Regions from separate parts of the Sus scrofa genome. Here region 2 is linked to region 1. A link is a contact called in public Hi-C data. All regions are on one chromosome and are shown on one strand. Each heading gives the region's core, a stretch centred on a gene start, on an enhancer-like site or on the middle of the called end of the contact. The rest is flanking DNA. Distances are from core to core; before and after follow the strand shown. Region 1 overlaps LMNTD1 (lamin tail domain-containing protein 1). Region 2 holds the start of ETFRF1 (electron transfer flavoprotein regulatory factor 1).

Region 1 (4,712 bases), core at 1,523-4,022:
TCGTGGCTCAGCAGAAAGGAATCTGACTAGGAACCATGAGGTTTCGGGTTCAATCCCTGGCCTCAGTCAGTGGATTAAGGATCTGGCATTGCCATGAGCTGTGGTATAGGTCACAGATGCAGCTCAGATACCATACTGTTGTGGCATAGGCTGGCAGCTGTAGCTCTGATTTGACCCCTAGCCTGGGAACCTCCATATGCCATGGGTGCAGCTGTAAAAAGCAAGGAAAAAAAAAAAAAAACACTTAAGGCTGGAGTTCCTGTTGTGGCTCTGCAGGTTAAGAACCTGATATAGTGTCTAATCTGGCGTTGCCACAGATGTGACTCAGATCTGGTGTTGCTGTGGCTGTAGCTGTGCTACAGGCCTCAGCTGCAGCTCCAATTCAACCCCTAACCTGGGAGCTTCCATATGCAGCAGTTGCAGGCCTAAAAAGGAAAAAAAAAAAAAAAAAAAGGGAAAGGAAAATACTGTGTAACTACAGTAAGCATATGGATACTACAATAAAATGACAGTCTTTATATTAAAGAGATGATAACCAATAAGTAGCATTTATAAGTGCATTTATATTTGACCTGGGACATCAGAAACACTAATTAAGACAGAGGGAGGAGTTCCCTGGTGGTGCAATGGGTTAAGGATCTGGTGTTGTCGCTGTTGTGTCATGGGCTCAAAAAGGAAAGAGAGAAATAAGCTGAGAAGCAAAAAGCTTGATTGCAAGTAGTCTGTATTTGGAGTTCCTATTATGGCTCAGCAGAAACAAATCTGACTAGCATCCATGAGGACACAGTTCGATCCCTGGCCTCGATCAGTGGGTTAAGGATCCAGCGTTGCCATGAGCTGTGGTGTAGGTCGAAGACAAGGCTCAGATCCCAAGATGCTGTGGCTGTGGTGTAGGCCAGCAGCTACAGCTCCAGTATGGCCCCTAGCCTGGGAACCTCCATATGCCACAGGTGCGGCCCTGGGGGGGAAAAAAAAGGCAAGTAGTCTGTATTCAAACCAGTCCATTGTAAAGATTCATAGGACTCAACACTAAAAAATTATTGGGAAAAGTATTTCGATGATTAAAGCATGTTTTTCTTACTTTAGTAGCTGTTAGTGCAGAAAATAATGACTGTAAAAAAGCCTATCTTCTGTTTTAGTATTCTAAAGCATAAACTGGTGTTACAATGGAAATGAGAGTGATACATAACGTAGTATTCACAACTAAATGATCTTCCTTGCTTAGCAGTAATGATTAAGATGCCTAGAATTACAAAGTGACTTACAAAAAAAATGTTAGTGAAAAAAATCCTAAGGTTCATCTTGCCGTCTTTGAGATGGGCATACCAACCAAGGGTTTTACTTTTCAGAAGCGTTGCCCATAAACTATTTGGCAGCAGAGGGCGCTCTCCTGTTAAAATCCAAAGTTCTCATTTAAAAGCTGTTAGAGGCTCATATTCGCTAGCGTCCAAATACCGTTGTTGAAAGTATTGTCAAAAAGCAAAGGAGTCCGAATGAGTTTTGAGTTTTATTTAGGGGAGAAGGACATCAGACCAGAATAGTTACGAACCATAATTTAATGAGACCTTAGATTTTTAGCAATGCTTATTCACTTCAAAATGATTGTATTTGATTCATTCCAGTAGTATTTCCTGAGGAAAGACACAAACATATACTTCTAGGGTCATCCTCCGATACTGTTACGGGACGGCTTGAAAACTTAGCATGCGCTGTGTGCCCAATAAGAGCAGGACATCTTAAAACAAAATGAAAATAATCATATTTATCGCATTCGAAAGTATGCAATTCACTATGTCACAGATTTTACCTAAAAAATGTTTACAACGAGCAGTAGATACTATGTCTCTATGAAGAGATAAATGTTTGGTAATATCTGAATACTAATATAAAATAATGTCTGCATATTTATCTCCAGTGATCAATGGCATCCTCTGGAGAGAAACCTGTGAGCCAATAACCCGCACCTCGGGTTGTTCCCGAATTCCAAAGCGTGGTCTTTCCCCCACCCCTCTGATCCTCTCAGCCACCACCCGCTCCCCAGAGCGAACCAGCTCTGTTCAGGGCCAAGTTGCTGAAGATTTTCAATCACTACCAGAGATTCTTTTCCCTTAGAACCACAATGTGGCATGTTTCCGCATCGCCGCTTTATATTGGCTAATTGGTGCTTTTTTAAAAGCTTAACTTTAAACCAGGAGGAATCATACATTTTGCATTTTCTGAACACTCCCTTGTTTCGTTTTCAAGCTAACGAGGTCTTACGAGTGAACATGCAAAAGCCTTTTTTGAACACCCCAAGTCGCAAGTCATTGGACAGGGCTCTAGCTGCGTGTCCAGGTCTCACGTGGTGCCTGTGCGAGCCACCCAGAGCGTTTGCTCTGGTGAAACCCTTAAAACTTTCTTTTTCTTTTTGTAGAAAGCAAAAACACCCCTGTCTAAATGCGCCGGCCCAGTGCCTGTCAAGAGATCCTTATGGGAGGCCGCCGGCGTCCCAGAAGACCGCCGCATGACTCAAGACTCGAAAGGTTCCCGAGTTCAAGCTACTCTGGACGCCGCGGCTGCTTCGCGCTCGTCGCCGGGCCGCGCAGCCGCCACCCTGATGTCCCCACCCGCGGGTCCGCGCGCCCCGCGCGCCCGCTGAGGGGGAGGGGCGCGCTCGGCCGAGGTCGCCGCCCGGTTGTGCAATCCGGCTATGCAAATAAGCGGGGTTACGACAGCCAATTAGAAGCCGGCTCTGCCGTGACGCGCGCGCCGAGAGCCCGTAGTATTTATAGATCGTATTTAAAGAGCCCTTGGGAGTCTCCCCGGGCTCGGCTGGGCGGCGGCGGCGGCGGCTGCAGGGCTGTAGTTGGCCGGGCGCGAGTGAGGTGGCGGGGCGGTCGCTGCTGGTACCGTCCCTGTGGGGGTGTTGGGCGTGGAGGAGTGTCAGAGCACGTTCTATAGTAGTTTTTACCCACTTCCTAGCTCGGTTTCTGGAGAGGAGGAGGAAATGGTGCAGTTTCCACAGTAGTTTCGCTTCAAACAAAGCCGGGGATTTGGAATCTCAAAGCTCAAGGTGGGGGATGGGGGCAGCAGGTTGAACCGACCCCGCCCGGGCCCCTCATTTGAGCCACAAACCGCCGCCGTTTCCTGGTGCTGAGCTGTGTAGAGGCACCCTTCCTGGGGGGAGGGGAGAACAATACCGCCTGAAAAGCCAAAAGTCGCGGAATTTGGGGGCGGGGTGTATTCGTAGAAAATAAATTACGAGATAGTGGCCCTGATTATCTTGGCGTTGAGTCGACTGATCTTCAGACTTCCTGGCCAGCGAGCTGCACACTGCAATGCGAAAGCAGGAAACTGGCATTACGTCAGAAGAGAGGAGACCCAAATTGCAACGGTTGCATCTGCAGGCCTGGCTCTTTTTCCTTGGAGAGGTTCCGGGGTCCGGGCCCAGGGTGCTGCCCGAGCCAGGCGTCGCGGGCTTTCACGCCGAGGGCCCACCCCTGGCGGCACCCGGGGACCCCAGGCCCGGGCGCCTATAGCCCTAGCCCTCAGCCTCTGCACGTTGTCCTCCCCGGAGGGCTCTTCAGCAACCACGACTAATTCCTTTTAAAGATAGCCCCGCGCCTAGCTGGATGTCTTAAATTCCCGGGGAGGGGGAGAGGGCGGGGTGTTGACTACTGCCCTTAGTTGAGCAGGAGCTCATGTCCACCTCGGGAAAGCAGGTGGCAAAGGGGAGGAATCCCAGCCTAGTGTAGAACAGGACGAGTTATCCCCACCTGGTCAAGGATCTCAACCTTGAGGGGCGTGGTCACAGGAAACTTGTTTTCTGCCAGGGACCCTGCTCCTGAGGCTTTGCCACTGCTTCTTAGAAACTGCTTGAGGATGGACCGCCGTGAAGCAGGAGGATATCGTGAATTAGTACATTCTGTCTCTTGGAAAACTTTGAAGAGTTTGACTCTAGCCTCACCTGCTCCCTCACTCCCTGGCTCAGGGTCATTACAAGGTAACTTAAGTAACCTGTTCTAGGCTCCTGGCCCACTCCACCTGGGAGCCAAGCTTAGCACAAAAAAGGTGGCCACAGTAGCTAATGATTATTGTTCTGTGCTGGGTGCTGAGCGTTTTGGCAGACTATCTCGTTTAATTATCACCATAACTGCATGAGGTGAGTACTGTTATTCCCATTTTGCAGATAAGGAAACAGATAAGAAGAATCAGTTGTTTCCCTGTGGATGGGAACCAGGCAATCTGAGGGCAAAGCCCGCACTTTCTGTGCAGGGTGGGGAGCTGACTTTGATCAGGGGACCTTCCAGGTTCACCTCACCTCACCAAGAAGGCCTTCATTGGTCCCTGCTGTTTGTCAAACTCAGTAAACCTAGTCCTGCTTAAACATGGTGTTGGGTGGCCTGTTTAATCCCCTGGAGTAAGAGACTGCTCCAGAACACCCAAATTATCTAAGCCAGTTTTCTCATTGCTCTGTATTTGCAGCAGTATCTTATGAAGTTGTTTAATGATTAACTTTATAAAGCACTTGATTCCTAGCGCAAGCCATTGGATAATGTCAGATCCTGTTTAACCCATTAAACATATAGGGAAGCTAAAGAACCAGCTGAGTTATCATGTAAGTTAGGAGTGGGGCTGGGTTCAGAAATAGCTGATAGCCTAATTCAAGGTCAGTGAGTCCTGTCTTTGCTTTTCCCTTTGGTTGCCTTATCCAGCATCATCGTCATCTAGAC
Region 2 (4,712 bases), core at 604-3,103, 160 kb after region 1:
GAGGGAGGTGGCAAGAGATTTTTGCCTCCAAAAGCTGGTATACTTGCTTTGTCTAGGCCCACCTAGAAGCCCGATTATAGAAGTGAGTTGAACAGAGATGGCTATGTATGTTCAGAAGGGGTAAGTACTGCAAGTGTCTGAAGCTAAAAAAACAGGAAATAGACCTTCTTATGCAGCTTGTAAGAGTAGTAGAGAACTAAGCTCACTGGTATAATTTCATAGCATGGTGATTCCTGAGAACACAGTCCAAAACGTTCTAACACATCCATAGCAAATCCTCCTCCCTGGGAGGGAAGTCGGTGGAAAGGGAACTTGAGCAAGGCTCTCCTGGAGGCCCACCATTTAAAAGTTTTTTGTGATCACCACAACACCTCCTCCAACACCTCCTTACCCCCATTAGAGTTGACTGAGGTTTTGTATCATACACATTAGTAGCTGGGTTGAAATACGAAGAGAAAAACTTAGTTCCATACCAAAAAGCCTCAGAACCCTGTGATGTCGACATCAAGATTTTTTTTTTTTTTTTTTTTTTTTAATTTAGGGCCGCACACAACAGGTTCCCAGGCTAGGGATCCAATGGGAGTTGTAGCCGCTGGCCTATGCCACAGCCACAGCAAGGCGGGATTCCAGCGCAGTCTGCGATCTATATATAACCACAGCTCACCACAAGGCCGGATCTTTAACCCGCCCACAGAGCCAGGCCAGGGATCTAAGCTGGGTCCTCTTGGATACTAGTCAGATTCGTTAACCAATGACCCACAACTGGGAACTCCAACATTAAGATGTTTTTGCCACCAGGGATTTGGAGGTGAGATGTCATCACTATTACACAATCTGGGAAGCATGAACACTTTAACCCACAAAGACCAACTCAGTCAGCAATACTTATTTATTAATAATAAGTATAATAATATATTTCGTCAACGAAGGGATAGCCCTAATAAAATTAGAATTTAGAGATGAGACACGGCAATACTTTCAATGCACTAAAACAGCATTTAGGTCTAAAATCATAGACAATTCAGATAGGCTTTGGAAGAAGCTTAATTTCTCAATAACTTGATTTCTTCTAGTTTTCCTGTTGGTCTTTGCTGCCAAGAGTTTCTTCATGCGGCAGTAGACTGATAATCGAAGGGTTGTGCCACCGGTTTGTACAAATCTGTGACCTTGACCTTGGGCGCACATAACTGCGAGTCTTGCTGGTCTTAGAGAACTTCACTTGTAAGGAATACTTTACCCAGAACCAGCTTTAAATCATTTCCAGCTCTTGCTCAGAGCTCCTCTTAGGGAAAAAACAAACCCCAAAACGGCATATACCTTGCCCAGGAAGTAAAGAGAACCATGTGCAGGGAAGAAAGAAGAATCCAAAGCTCATTAACTTCGAATTAACCAACACTCTGGAATTAACCAACACTCTGGGAGCCAATTTATCTACCTTCTTATCTAAACTGTCAATAGAGCCCCGCCCCGCAGGTCTAAGCGGTGGCGGCCCAGGCAGCCGACCCGTGTCAACCACTCGATCCAGCTGCGTATAGCTGGCAGCTCCCTTCCTTCTCAAAACACCCGTACAGAAAGATACGCCTCAGCTCCACGTAAACAGAGTGACTGTCAAAGTCAAAAGGCGTTCAGAAACCCTTTCCCACACCGGCTGTCTTGCCCAGAGCTTACTTCGCCTCCAGACCTCAGAATCCGGAAAACAGAATTAAACGCCCCTGCGCTGCACTCACACGCTTTCCGGCTCGTCACTGCCGTAAAACTCTCTGGCCGCTCTGACTCCTCTGGCCGCTCACGGGGGCGGGGCGTTGGGAAGATGGGGCGATCTGTGGGGGAAGGGGGCGGGACGCCGTCCGGAAGAACCCCAGCGCGACTGCGCGGACCCAGACTAGCGGCTCCGCGCCCCTCCCCTGGGGCGCCAGGGGGCGGGGCTTGTCGTTCTGACAACCCAAGACCTCAGTCCACACCACTGTGAGCTCCAGGAGCTCACACCACTTGGCAGGCTGCGGAGGTGGTGCTTTCCTCGGCATGGTGAGCAGAGAAAGTGGGGAACCGCGTGAAGGGGCGAGCGTGGATTCTCTTGCACTGTATTAAATGATGTAATAAGAGCCTATCATATTTTATTAGAGGGGAGCGAGTCGACTTAAGAGAGAGCTTATACTCTTGGTGGGAGTGGGCATTCCCCTGATTTGTGGCCTTCGCAGACAGGTGGGAGCCCAAACCAATTTCCGTAAACGGGGAATGGTCATTGTGCCTAGGACACAAAGATGAATATTCCATCCACTCCCTGGTATGGAAAACAGACTCAGCAAATTAATTACAATACAGTTTTATTACTGTAATTATCAAAGTGACTACATTGGAGTAACACAAAGTTGGAAATGTTGAAATTGGGTCTGGAGAGGGGAGGGGAACATGAAAGGGAAGAGCAGTGCTTTTCAAGGAGTATTTTAAAGTATGATTATGAGTTTTTCAGAAGTGATGAGAAGAAATAGGGTGAGGAGACCATTCATGTCAGGGAGAAATGGAAAGGGATTTTAAGCAGACTTAAAGCTACTGATAACTTGAGAGAACCGTAAGCACCTATTTATTATTTCCCAGCGGGTGCGTAAGTTTTTTTATTCTTAGATGTTTCTCAAAATGTGGTTTCTGGAAAATGTGCTTCTAATACACCTGGAATATCTATTAAAATGCAGATTACAGGAACAGACCAGACTCCAGATCTACAGTATTAGTTTCCTAGGGCTGCCAAGTAACAAAATATCACCAGCTAAGTGGCTTAAACAAGAGAAACTTAACGTTTCACAATTCTAAAGTCTAGAAGTCCAAGATCAAGGTGCTGTCAGGGCTCTGCTCCCCCTGCAGGTGCTGAGGAGGGATCTGTTCAGACCCCTTTCCTACCTTCTGGTACTTCCTTGACTTGTGGCAGCTTATTCCATTCTTCGCTGGCATTCTCCCTGTATCTATGTGTCTGTGCCCAAATTTCCCCTTTTTGTGAAGACCTCAGTCATATTGGGTTAGAGATCCACCTCATCTTAATTACATCAGCAACAACCCTCTTTCCAAATAAGGTAAAATTCAGAGATACTGGGATATGGGACTTGAATGTATGAATTTTAAGAGGTTGCAATTCAACCCATAACATGAACTGAATTATAATTGGGAGAGGGAAGTGAGTGTGTATACTTTTAGCCCAGGAATATGTATTTTTCACAAGCATCTCACATGATTCTTATGCCCTCTGAACTTTGAGAAATACTCCACTACATGATGCTCTTATGATTTGCAAGAGGGGTGAGGATAGGTACTTATCCCAAACCTGCATCACATTAAAAGCACTAGTGAAGATGACAATTTGCCCACCTTTAAAATGTCGCTACTTGGAAACAGGGGCAATGCTATTTACGTATTCTGCTGTTATAGCACTCATTTCAAGATGGAAGTATGTTAAGTATTGATAGCAAATATTATCATATTTAATAATAAAATAAAACCCATATGCAAAAATTAAAATGAGAGCCAAGACTCTATTCTTCTTATTTAAAGCATCTCTAGCATCTCAGAGTGCTTTGTGTGTAATTCGTTAATAAATATCTGCTGAACAAATTAAATATGTGCACTTTTCAAGAAGGTATAATCTACTGCTTTGTGTCAGTTTTAAAACTGAATGGACACATGGACCAAATCAGGAAGTTACAAATAGTGTTGCTGAAAAAATACTTGTAATTATAAATATTTCCTGGAATACTGTACTTGACAAATTCCTAAAAAGCATAGATTTGCTTTAGGACACATTGCTGAATGGAATCATTTTGTCATAGTTTTGCCCGCTTTAAATTAGTAATTTCTTTGTATAAAATCAGCAATCTAACTTAACAGAAAGATTACTTCTTTATTTTTTTCTTTTTAGGGCCACACCTCAGAATATGGAAGTTCCCAGGCTTGGGGTCAAATCAGAGCTGCAGGTGCTGGCCTATACCACAGCCATAGATAGCAACACTGGCTCTCAGCAACATCTGTGACCTATACCGTAGCTTTGTGGCCACACCAGATTCTTAACCCACTGAACAGGGCCAGGAATCAGTCCTGCATCCTCATGGATACTATTGTCAGGTCCTTAACCTGCTGAACCACAATAGGAACTCAGATTATTTCCTTATGAGATCATTCCCATACTTTCAAACTTGACCTTAATACCTATATTTGGTCATTTCTTTCTTTTTTTTTTTTTTTTTTTTTTTTTGTCTTTTTGTCTTTTCTGGGGCCTCTCCCGTGGAATATGGAGGTTCCCAGGCTAGGGGGTCTAATTGGAGCTGTAGCCGCCAGCCTACTCCAAAGCCACAGCAAGGCAGGATCTGAGCCGCGTCTGCAACATACACCACAGCTCACAGCAATGCCAGATCCTTAACCCACTGAGCAAGGTCAGGGATTGAACCTGCAACCTCATGGTTCTTAGTAGGATTCGTTAACCACTGAGCCACGATAGGAACTCCATAGTCAGTCATTTCTTGTTCTTTAGAACCCTTTAAACTAGTGCCTTCTTGACTGCTACTCTGTTTTGTGATTGGACATTTCATTAAACATGGATCATTGATTGATTGTCATAAAAAAGGAGTATTAAATTTACTTACAGAAGATGCTTCAGTGAGTAAACTATCTTAGTTTTTCCTAGACTTGTTTGTAGTTTTGTCTGAAATCTTTCTAAAAAAAACTTTTTA

The links. Hi-C and Micro-C count contacts between places; a contact is called where the count stands out from the background.
Region 2: a contact with region 1 is called in a Hi-C map of liver, with 4 times the contacts expected there. The contact joins the promoter of ETFRF1 here to the enhancer-like site in region 1. A contact is called at or near these places in 2 of 5 promoter capture datasets (fetal liver and liver), 11 of 47 Hi-C or Micro-C datasets (embryonic fibroblasts, epiblast stem cells, heart right ventricle and 4 more) and 2 of 2 datasets of contacts at active chromatin or transcription factors (alveolar macrophages and skeletal muscle).

The regions. Positions count from the first base shown.
Region 1 is chr5:48,396,254-48,400,965 of Sscrofa11.1, forward strand. LMNTD1 (lamin tail domain-containing protein 1) reads left to right here. Exons shown (of 18, transcript XR_002344073.1): 18 at 2,414-3,648. Among named protein-coding and RNA genes, the nearest start is that of KRAS, 110 kb to the right of the region's middle. Within about 2 kb of position 2,773, at least 81 of the 83 cell types and tissues checked have an H3K27ac peak or open chromatin away from gene starts, as enhancers often do. A contact at or near this core is called in alveolar macrophages, embryonic fibroblasts, epiblast stem cells and 5 more, where this site is marked.
Region 2 is chr5:48,553,736-48,558,447 of Sscrofa11.1, forward strand. ETFRF1 (electron transfer flavoprotein regulatory factor 1) reads right to left here and starts at 1,854. Exons shown (of 3, transcript XM_003126426.5): 1 at 1,728-1,854. CASC1 (protein CASC1) reads left to right here and starts at 1,907. Exons shown (of 16, transcript XM_021092191.1): 1 at 1,907-2,025. The coding sequence starts at 2,023.